Regions from separate parts of the Mus musculus genome. Here region 1 is linked to region 2. A link is a contact called in public Hi-C data. All regions are on one chromosome and are shown on one strand. The core of a region is the stretch at or near the end of the contact, and the rest is flanking DNA. Distances in the headings are between cores, read along the strand shown.

What was found. A called contact is a pair of places that touch in the nucleus more often than the background predicts.
Region 1: a Hi-C map of cortical neurons shows a contact between it and region 2. The contact joins the enhancer-like site here to the promoter of Gabra5 in region 2. A contact is called at or near these places in 1 of 39 promoter capture datasets (hippocampal neurons), 3 of 484 Hi-C or Micro-C datasets (cerebral cortex and cortical neurons) and 2 of 115 datasets of contacts at active chromatin or transcription factors (astrocytes and forebrain).

What each region holds. Positions count from the first base shown.
Region 1 is chr7:58,243,266-58,249,249 of GRCm38.p6, forward strand. No RefSeq gene overlaps it. Among named protein-coding and RNA genes, the nearest start is that of Gm26288, 98 kb to the left of the region's middle. Within about 2 kb of position 4,181, at least 6 of the 459 cell types and tissues checked have an H3K27ac peak or open chromatin away from gene starts, as enhancers often do. A contact at or near this core is called in cortical neurons, where this site is marked.
Region 2 is chr7:57,506,371-57,511,942 of GRCm38.p6, forward strand. Gabra5 (gamma-aminobutyric acid (GABA) A receptor, subunit alpha 5) reads right to left here and starts at 3,639. Exons shown (of 11, transcript NM_001362162.1): 1 at 3,370-3,639; 2 at 2,128-2,187; 3 at 1,609-1,768. The coding sequence starts at 1,694.

The sequences.
Region 1 (5,984 bases), core at 2,931-5,430, 740 kb after region 2:
GATAGCATGCACAAGATAAGGATAGGATCAAATCACAAAGTAATCTTACCATAGAGATGGGCATAAAGCTCTAGTTGCAACTGAGGAGCTATTGACAATGGATAGAAGCTACAAGAGAGAAAAATCAATTTTCTTCAGTTGTGTGACAACTGATATACTACCTTCCTCCAGGGGAGATTGCTAGTAGTTGGGCCACATAAACTAGACTGGGTGGGTTTTATTAAAAAAGGGGAGGGGCATGAAGTTGGGTGGGTAAGGAGGTGGGGTTATATATGGGAAGAATTGCAAGATAAATCTCAAAAAAATTAGTCCAAAATTTATTTTAAAAACATACATTCTAAAATATTTTTTCTGGATAATAAAATGGATGATTCTGTTTCAACTCAAAAAGTAGAAATCGTACTTTATCTCTGACAGGTTAGTGACATATGCTAGTGCTTAACATTAGAATCCATGTGTAGTTCTAAAATCTTCAATATTGTCTTTAAATTGGGTAAAAGTCCATGAGCCAGCAGAACCTGACCAACCTAATGAACTCTTCCCATAGGCTTTATTATTACTGGGTAGGATATGAACAGATTGCACTGCTGCAGAAATATCAAATGTGTTTGATCATAGAGTATATGCCTAGAACCTGATTATAGGCCTGAGATATAAGTCTTGCATGGATACTGTACATTTACAGATCACAATAATAACTTATACCACAAGATTTAGTTATCTGCAAGGTAACCTCAGGATATTTATATGCCATCTACTTCTTAGCATAAGGATTCAGTGTTTGTAAATTGTCCCATAAAAGTATAAAAACAATTGTGAGCAACTTTCAGATGCTAATGCTGGTTGGCCACTTTCCCAAACTCTCAGACTGCTAAGCAGAAATAGCATTCATCTGTAGTAAGGAACATTGTCTTTGTCTAATGGAGAAAGTGACTTATTGGATAATTTTGAACATATCTTCCTAAAAAAGAACATATCTTCCAAAAAATTGTTCAGGCACTGTTGGGAAAATCCAACGATTGCCTACACAAGCATTAAGAAAAAAATCATTACTTCCCTGAAATGTTTAAATAAAATGAAAGTGTGACTCACATATTTTTGAACCCATTCAGTCTCCACACCTCAGTTCCCAGTGGCTATTAAACACGGTTAAAAGACTCATGAAGGTTTTGTGCTTCTGCAATTCCCCTTCCTGTTGTCATTAAGTGTGTCTTTCATTCTGTTTTCTGAAGCTTTTGTTATAATCGAACCACAGCTTCACAAACTTCTTTAGAAGTTTAAATTAGAAATGTATTTTGAAGTGGAAATGTACCGCCCAGTGTTTATCAGAAGGGCTTTGATCTGATAGTCGACTACACCAGTGAGAGGCAATGGATCTCTCTTACAAATATTATTTCTAGTAGGATCAAGAGTTCAGTGAAGATGGAATTTTCTCAAGAAGCTTAGAAAAGTTTTCTTTTTCTAGTCTAAGTTGGAAAATGCCATGAAATCAGCCAGAAATGGAGTATTCTTTCTGAGACATTTGGGAACATGAAGAAAACCTCACTCAGATTAAAGCCAAGGCCAACGGCCTCCAAACCAAATCATGTAGCCAAGTTAAAAGCACAGGTATGCTTCTGTTCTAGCATGGTTTTTAATTGAAAATAAGTTTTCGTCATTTCAAAACCAATATGATACCCTTATAAAACAGAAAACTGAGATTAACAAACTAAAATGATGATATATTCTACCGTCTAGACATGACACCCCCAATGATAGGCTTACACATCCTTGTTTTTACAATGCACACATATACACCATTACAGCTTTACTGAAATGAACCAGTTATGTTTTATAAAAATGAAGAAAGAGAAGGAATATGTTTGGTGGATGTGCAGTCAGGTGTGGGGGGAGGGGGTGTTTCTGTGGGTCCATGCTGAGGCATCCCTTCACCCTGAGGGACCAACCAGTCAGTATTGTATAGACCAGTATAGTATAGAATAGAGTTTATTCACGGCATGGGGAGGGGAGCTGAGAGGGTAGTAGAGACAGAGAAATGGGGAGAGAGAGAGAGAGAGAGAGAGAGAGAGAGAGAGAGAGAGAGAGAGAGAGAGAGACAGAGAGAGAGAGAGAGACAGAGAGAGACAGAGAGAGACAGAGAGAGACAGAGAGAGACAGAGAGACAGAGAGAGACAGAGAGAGAGTGTGTAGAGGAGTAGAGGCTGGCCATGAGCACATGGAGAGAGAGGGGAGAGGGTAATAGGGAGAGGGGAGCAGGAACAAGGGTCAGAGCAGGAGCAAGAGAACAAGAGAGAGAGGAGGGGGCAACCAGCCCCTTTTATAGTGAGTCAGGTACACCTGGCTTTTGCCAGGTAACTGTGGGTCAGAGCCTAGACTAAATGCCAACAGAATCTCTCTTAGTTAGGCTTTCTATTGCTGTAATAAAAGTCCGTGACCAAAAGCAGCTTGATGAAGAAAGGATTTGTTTGGCTTATGGCTTTCAGTCTAATACCAGGAGAACCCAAGGCAAGAATTAAAGGCAGGACTTGATGCAGAGATCATGGAGGTATGCTGCTTACTGAGTTGGTCCTCATGGCTTACTCAGCCTGCCTTTTTATACACCAAGGAATGCCTGCACAGAGGTGACACTGAGCACAGTGGGCTAGGTCCTCCCATATCAATCATTAATCACGAAAATGTCCTATAGAATGGCCCACAGGTCAATCTGATGGAGACATTTTCTCAACTGAGGTTCCTTTTCACAGATATGTCTAGGCTGTTGACAGAAACCAACTAGTATATAATCTTAAATTAACAACATACATTTGAAACTTTAGTTATACCTATAAAGTATCTAGTTTTCTATCGTATAAAATTATCCTTTATAACTGTTTCTGATTAATTCAGAATCCAGATTCACATGTATGTGTTAAACTTATGAGCAGCTCATTTCCATTCATTTGCAACAGTGTACTTCCTGATCCTATATCTTTCTTTATTAATAGCTAGCTGATCTATTTAATACAGTAGGTTATTTATCACACTAACCTACTGAAGAAGAAATTCAGAGTCTGTTTGAAGTAAATATTCAGCCTCTGGATATAGTGTAGCCATAACCAATCCAGTCTTCCAGCTCTTGTAGTTTCTGTAAGGTGGCAGCTGGTTCTGAAAACCAACAGATCCACACAGAATTAGCTGACCAGCACTTGTCCCTTCATGTCCAGCACTTGACCCTTGTCACCTCAGAAGGTATGACATCTTGCTGATCCATGGTTAGTGATAGAAACCACTAATGGAACTAGAGTGGAAACAACTGAACCCAGCAAGTGCCTTGTGAAATTCAACACATTCCAACCCTAAAATATTTGAAACCAGCCATGAAAGTACTAAGTTCCCCACAAGAATGGTTTTAACAGTACATAATAATCTTTATAATAGATGATGTCATGAGAGTGGCTTAGTAGAATGGGATGTCTTTGTTTCTTTATATCTGCTTGTGTCTCACATAAATTACAGTTGAGTTCATTGCCTGTGGGCTTTAGTCATCTCATGCATAGTTCCTGCTGAAAACATTAAGATGAGGAGGCCCGGATTTGGAAGCAGTGGTATGAGTTTTAATTACATTATTCTAGTATTCTTTTTTTCTGAGGTTAGTGGTTGAATATGTTTCCTTCTTACACAGTAGCACTTGGGTCCTTTCCATATGTGTTCCTCAGTTTGTGAATGGTTTTGATTCTTTTTTGTAAGTGGTACCTTATACCTTCTGGTGTTTCCCATATGAGCATTTCTTGAGGGACCAGAGATTTAGTTAAAAATAACTAAGTGAACTTAAATTATACTCCCAAGATCCTTGACTAAATGGTGAATTTAGAATTAAATCTGTTAAAAAGTTAAAAGTTATCTTTGTTAATTTATAGTGACTAAAGAGACCAGAGGTATAGAAGAGTAAGTCTCTACTAGAAATGTTAAACTATTCAGAGCAATCTCTTCATACCTACTTGGAAAACTCAGGAAAAATTAGTATTTCTTTTCCCTAAAAATTAAAAAGAAATTGTTTAAGCATATTTCAGACATGAACTAGAGCTGGTTTAAGCTCAGATTTTTACTTCCTCTTACTGGAAAACTGGATGTAGCCTCCCACATCTGAGTTCTCAGGTCCATCTGTTCCACCAACGTGCTTAGAATATTGGAATTGATTTAATGGGAGGCGACTTGGCAACACTACAGCCAGATGGACGTGGGACACATGCAAAAAGGAAGGCAATGCTCCCCAGAAAGGATTGTCCATCAGGACAGAATTAGCCAAACAGCTTCTTTAAGCCCACAAAGTTCCCAGGCTTGGCAGCAGATTTCATACAATACTCAGAATATAGACTTAAAGATGGGATTTTGCCCAAAAATAAAAGGCACCTTGGATATGATCTGGCAATACAAACCTCAAAGTCCTTCTAAAGGGGCAAAGAGGAATCAAGAATTTTGTATGGACACTGTGATTGACACAGTCACCTAACGTCTAGCTTTCCTGTCTGCTGTTTGGGTCTCACCACTTTCTTGCTTGAGGCTTTTCCTGTTCTCCCATGTCCCAGGTTGACCTGGGATCTAATGTAGGTCTTCTCTGCTTATCTCTCTCTCCTATCTTAGTCTGGGCAGTTTCAGATGGTGTGGCCCTTAAGAGCATACCTAACCCTTCCTTATTCTGGTGATTGAAATATCTTGGTTTTTCTCTATCTCCAGTTAGGCACATTATTGGCTCTAGATGTGTAACCTAATCTATATTTCTAGTGTCTAACTCATATAGGGAGCCTAGCTGAATTTTATTTGTGAAATAATTCTTACCCTGCTTTTGAGGGCTTTGATATATGGTATATATATATATATCCCAGGAAGAGTGACAGATTTTATTTCTGTGCTTATTCTGCCTTCTGATAAGTGGTTTTCATTAATGTATATATTGTAAAGGGTTTTATTATTCATTTTTTAGAAGCAATGGGTCAGCTAGTCTCTCTTCAAAGAAGAAAGAAAAGCTGGGATACTTGGTGTGCTTGGGATACTGAGCCAGCTTGATGGACACATGTTAGGTTACTCACTCAGTGAGGCTTTGGTCCTTCCATGGCATGGCTGCTTCTCTTGAAAATTATTGTCATAGCCCTAAAGTGTCTGATTCTATATGTGTGGGATCTGACCGAGGCAGCTTTCTGGCCATTCTACTGTATCTCCCAGTTAAGAACTACACAAATAAAACTGAGCAAAAAAATGCGAGCTAAGCACTATACACAAAGTTAGGGTACCTCTAAATCTAACCAACGGAGAATAGAAGAAACTAAGTACAGAGGTGGAGTTGGAGAATTTCTAATAGGATTTCTAGACAAAATTACCTTAAAACCAAAAAGGATTATAGATAGGTAAAGGAGTTAGCAAGACTTGTTGTGTGGAAGGCTACATAAATATTCCAAAACTGGCATAGCAAGATTTCTCAGGGAAGGAGGGCATGAACTTTCCAACATGAGAATTTCTTTAAAAAAATATTTCTTTCTTTTTTAAAAAGATTTACTTTATTTATTTAATGTATATGAGTGCTTTATCTGCATGTATAACTGCATGTCAGAAGATGGTTGTAAGCCACCATGTGGTTGCTTGGAACTGAACTCAGAACCTCTGGAAGAGCAACCAGTGCTTTTAACCACTGAGCCATCGCTCCAGCCCCCAGATTGATATTCCTTTTTGTTGTTGGTGTTTGGTGTTGGTTTTGGTGTTTTCAAGACAGGGTTTCTCTGTATAACCCTGGCTGTCCTGGAACTCACTCTGTAGACCAGGCTGGCCTCGAACTCAGAAATCTGCCTGCCTCTGCCTCCCAAGTGCTAGAATTAAAGGCGTGTGGCTACCACTGCCTGGCGCCAGCTTGAGATTCTTACACTGACCTCACTAGGTAGTTATAGTTTATAAAATCAAGCACAATCCTATAGAGTGCACCCACTGAGTAGATTTCCATTTGACTAGTGAATATG
Region 2 (5,572 bases), core at 2,389-4,888:
TTGCAGTGGTGAATATTCATGAGATTTCATTCACATACACCTTCCATTCAGAAAAGCAATGGGGAAACTACAATTTATAGGATTTAATAAAGAAAAGAAACTTGCAAGGAAAAACCCTCATATACTAGATTGAGAATCAATGGGCCAGGGATGGGGAACATGTTTCCCAGGTATAAGCAAGGCAAGAATAGCACCCAATAATGAGGGTCTCACACATGTTTATGGTGTGTCTTATAACCAATGACAAGTACAACCTACTAGACAGTGTGTGTGCTACTCAGTTTCAGAGCCAAAGATCCCAAGCATTTGACCTGAAAAACAAAAATGGACTCTAGAGCATATTCTGCATGGGTGCAAATGATAAATGGACAGAGGATGCACAGGACTGGGATACAGCCCACAAAGACACCCCTTTTGTTTTTCCTGGCAAGAAAAGATGTCCTTGCTGGAGAATGACATTTCCTGCCTGTGCTCTCGACATTCTCTGCCTTTCTGACCCTTCCAGTTTGAACAGAGGAAGAGAGATGAACAACAAGAAGAGAAGGTGAGGGAAAAGAGACAGAGACAGAGCTAGACCTATAGAAGCAACAGAGACAGATATGAGAAAGATGAGGCAAGAGAGAAGAGAAAAGAAGAAAGAAAGATAACAGGGGTAAAAGGGGAGATGAGAAGAGATAGGGAATACAGATGGACAAGGTTTTCTCGGGTGCTCAGAATACATCTTAACTGCCCCAGGCACAAGCACGAACCCTCGTGGGAATTTTGTTCATCAGAGTGGGCCTGTGAATACCTGCCAAGTAGCCCGTATACTAGCCATATAAATGGAAACAGGTGACTGCGCCCTGCAGTCCTTTAAAAGTATCCGAAGTGTTCCCTTGGGAAAGAGCACTGGTAAACAGGAAGTGAAGGGGCACACTCTGTGCAGTGAGAGTACTTCAACCTGCAAGCCTTCTGATTAGCCAGGACAATTTGGGGCAGTGAGGGACACAGGAGAGAAGAGGAACACTGATTACCTTCTAACCGCATGCATCTTGAGTGTGAGGTATTACTAGTTTGCCAAGGAAAGGCTAGCATTAGTACAGAGACGCTAAAGGCACAAATGAAAGAGGTCAGGCGAAACGACATTTCCAGAACCTCGAGGGTAAGCCAGGCATAGTTTATGATCTCTGTACATGGCTCAGGCCAAGACTATTGTGGAACCCTTTCCATGACACAGGCACTAGCCTGGCTTGAAAAATAAAAATCAGTGACATAATGGACTCAAGGAGAGGATGGAAGTGTGGCACACTTGTCTAACAGCAGCAGATGTCCTTAACACACATGAACTTCTGAATCTCTTCCAACCCAAGTAGGAGGAAACAGCTTCCTTTAAGCCATCTTCTGCTTCCACTTGTAAAAATCCTCTTTTCTTTTGTCTAACTCATTTCTGAGACCCTGCAACCAGAAACCGCCTTGCTCAGGAAGAAAGCATGGGTCAAGACATATTCACCACAAACCGAAGGGTACAGGACTGCAGAGGTGGCAACCAAAGGGTTGTCCTGTTCTGCAGGGCTTCACAATAGCACAAGCCCCCAAGACCACAAAATGAGAGCACGTGGGATAACTTACCCAAAGTGACTGGATAAGGTCATGGAAATACAGAAGACAAGGAGGGTTTGGGTCATGATAAATCTAGAGAGCATTCCATTGTCCATTCCCAGTAAGAATAATAGTCGAAGCAGATGAATTTGGAAGAAAAACTGTTCTTGCCTCCAACTTGATCTTGACGCTGAAAGTAGACAAAAGGGAGAAACACATGAACACGGATGTTCCCGTCACTACAGTGAATCCAACCATGCTGCTGCCACAGTGAAGCTGACAAAGACTGAAGCCTGGCCCTTGTTACTAGCAGACTGTGCCAGCTCAGTTTGCACCATCTCCTCTGGGCAGCAAGGCGGTGTAAAAAGGTGACAGTTGCAGCTTTAGTTCACTTTTACAGAGTGTACAGTCGTTTTAATAGACTGATTGCATCCCTTAATATTGTACTGTTTTAGCAGGGTATAAATGACCCAATTATTAACATAGGTCTCAAAGTTATCTGACAATTGCATTTTGCATCTATCAAATCCACAAGTTAGATAAATTTACCTTTCTGAAATATTTGCCACACGTTCAAAGCCAGCAAGCTGCTTCTTGTTCTGCAAGGTGCTGAAAGTGTGTGGGAAGAGGGGGAAAGGCACATGTCAGAAACACGTCTTCTATAGGATCGCAATGGTAGACTTGCCGGTGAGGGTCAGACTTTCTGGGTTGGCATTCTGCCCCCAGGACTACATGGCTTAGTAATCACGACACTTGGAACATATCTCTGTTCTTAGCTAGACGCTGGTTAGCGCAGTGGTAATCCAAGCAAGCACTGACCCTGGGCCAGCAGCAACCTTAGAGAAGGCACATAACATCTCAACATGCGCATAACGCAAATAGATGCTCAATGCACACGAGCAAGCCAGAGTTCCAAAAGAAACACATTTCTACGGAGACACCCCCCAACCCCAAAGTCCAGAACTGAAAAACCACACAACAGGTACTTCCATCTCGAAGGATAAGGCCCTCTGAGATTCCCTTCAAGAATAGAAGGCTGGCATGCGGTGGTCGCTTGGGCGAATCCTAGGGCTCGGCGCCGGTAGCCAGGCGAGTCTAGGCGGCGAGCACGCGGCGCCGCATGCAGGAAAACCCGGGCGGTGCCTTCTGCTGCCCCTGAGCCCCCGACTTCTCGATCCCCACAGCGAGACTGCTCTCCCTGGGGCCCCCCAGATTCCGGTGCGAGCTCACCAGTGCTGGCGCACAGCGCAGGTGGGATAAGGGGTGGCACTGCGGAGCCGCAGCCTCCGCCACCCCGCACCTGCTGCCGCTCCGCAGCGCCACCGGACACCTCTGGTGGTCCTGCCCTCAGGCTCGTCCCTCCAGACCTCCTTAGCCCCCAAGCCCGCCAGCTGAGCGCTCGGCAGGCAGCGCCTTCTTCCTCTGCTGCGCGCGGTGCAGTGGCGGCGCAGCCAGAGCCCGGCCTCGAGCAACCCGCGCGACAGGCGCGCGACACCAAGTGGGGCCCGCGCCCACCGCGCGCCCCTGCTCCTGAGCGGGAGCCGCCTTCCAGGCCGGCGAGCTCCACGACGGCCGCAAGCAGCAGCTCTCTGCTGTCCACCGCGAACCAGGAGGCGCTGCGCCCACAGCCCCGTCCAGCCGCGCCACCGGATCCCCTGCCCTCCGTGCTGGTGGCCTCCGCAGTCTCCGGGCAAAGTTTGCACTGCGGGATCCGAGAGCGCCCAACTGCCCTGCGCTCTTCCTGATTCTGAGGCCGGGGTGCCCGCAACGGTGGCCGCCGCAGCTCCTTACCCTACGCGCGGGCCCCGGCTGGCGAGCCGTCGGCGAGGGCGCATCCTGCTTCGCCGCCGCCCGCTGTCCCTGCGCGGCTGGCTGGTGCGGTGTCACCGCCCCATACTGCCGGAGCGAACTTGCCCGGCGCTCGGCGCCGAGGAGCCCCGGAGCCCTGCGCTCCCGCTGCCGCCTTGCGGCTCTGTTCCGCGCCGCGCCTGAGGCCGCGCGTTGCCCCGCTGCAGATTCCCCCAGCGCCCCCGGCGGACTCGCGCTCGCTCTCACCTCTCCAAAGCGCCACATGTCGTCTCTGGGTTTGAGGAACGTCCCTCTGCCTAGGCGCCCGGTAGAGGCCGCCAGACTCTCATCAAATGCACGGCCCCCGGCCCCCGCTCAGCCCAGGAAGCGGGCATGGGAGCTACTGTCTGACCCGCTTCGGGAAAGACCATGTTTCTGCTGAAGTTGCTTGTGGGCATTGGAAGCATATTTGGTTCCCCCTGGAATAATCGCTAGTCACCTTTTAGGACAGAGGAGGCAAGGTGTGGGGACTGACATCAGCATCTGTAACCTAGGTGGATGCTTATGTCAGGTAGGATGGCCAGCACTTTTTGTTCTAACTCAGGAGCAACCTTGAATTTACCCAGCCATTCTTTTCAGAAAGAAACTGGTGCAAGAGAACCCTCATCATTTAATTCACGAAGAGTAATTATTGCTGGATCTTACAGTGAAACCCTTTCACAATAGCAGTGCATGTTTAGGACGTTAGTGAAGACTCATTCCTTGATAAGCTATAGCATCCTTAATGCAGATACAGAGTATGGGGTCGCAGATATAAAAGTAGGTCACAGGCGGTGCAAAGCTTTTCTGTGCCCCTCTGGGGGCTGGAAGGAAGATATTACCTTCTCAGCGGGCACTTGCGGTTGATTAACGTGTTGGTCCAATGTCAGTATCATAGTTTATGCGAGACAAGGGCAGCCAGGACCAATTACGACTGGGAAGAAAAGGCCCTTTCAAATGTTACACAAACTGGACGCGGAGGCAGCTCCTTTCTCTACTGCAGTGTGTTGTTTCCACTGGAGTAAGCTTAGAGCTTGCTTAGCGTACAGAAAGCACTGGGTTCCATTCCCTGCGCTATGTAATCCCCGCACTGTTGGCATATGCCTGCAATCCCAGAACCCAGGAGGAAGAGCAGAAGCTCAAGGTTATTGTGCAGTCTACTGAGTTCTATGCCCTCCTGGTATCCATGCTAACCTGTCCAAAACAAAACAAAACACCAGAAAAGACTTGAATCGAAATCCTGGGGTTTGCTTCGGTGTTGCAAATTTTGTGGGGCACAGACTGTTCAGTGACTTCTAAGTGACAGCACGAACAGTCAAATCTCTCTCTCCCTGTTGGATCCTTCTTTAACAGCGCTGAGCAGAAAAGCCCACCCAAGCCTCTACCCATTCTCCAGTTGGGCCAAAGTACTTAATGGCACTTTTACACATTATAGAAACTCTGATTTTTCCAAAATGAGAACCTGTAAAATTATTTCAGAAACAGGATATAAGTATTACCTTTTTTGCACACATGTAATAGAGCTTACCATGACTATATAGTTAGCCATAGTCTTAAATGACTCTGAGACAAGGGATTCTTCTTGATAGAACATATTCATTCATTCAAGTGGCTTTTCTAAGATGGATAAATTGCACACATGGATTTCTCCATTTGCTGAGTTCTCTGAAGATGTGCCACTAGGATAAAGTTCCCTGAGTAGTCTATAGTTAAGATTCTGAAGGTCCCCTGAAGATTCGGGTTCTAGAGTCTTGATTACCTGCTAGTGAGGCAGGTGGGGAGTGGTGTTAGGTGCTGGGCCATCAGAAGTGTACCCTTGAAAGGGAATAGAGGGCAACCCCTCCTTTTACTGGTTGCTCCTGATGAGCACCATCCTGAAACCCTGCCCTCCCAGCTGCAGAGGACTAACTAGCCACAAACTCAGAGGCAATGCCACGGAAATCCCTAGGACTCCTCCTCAAAGGGACCTTTTCTTCTTGCAACTTGTCTATTCTGACTTTTTTTCATCATGGTGGATGCAAATATAACATAATAATTAAAATCACCAAATTTTTAAACAGTCAATTTGAAATTATAACTAGCTTAATAGGCTTTTCACTTATTGTGTGTTAATTCTAGATTTACAAATGCCAAGGCATCTGCTATTCTCTTAACTAAACAGCATAAT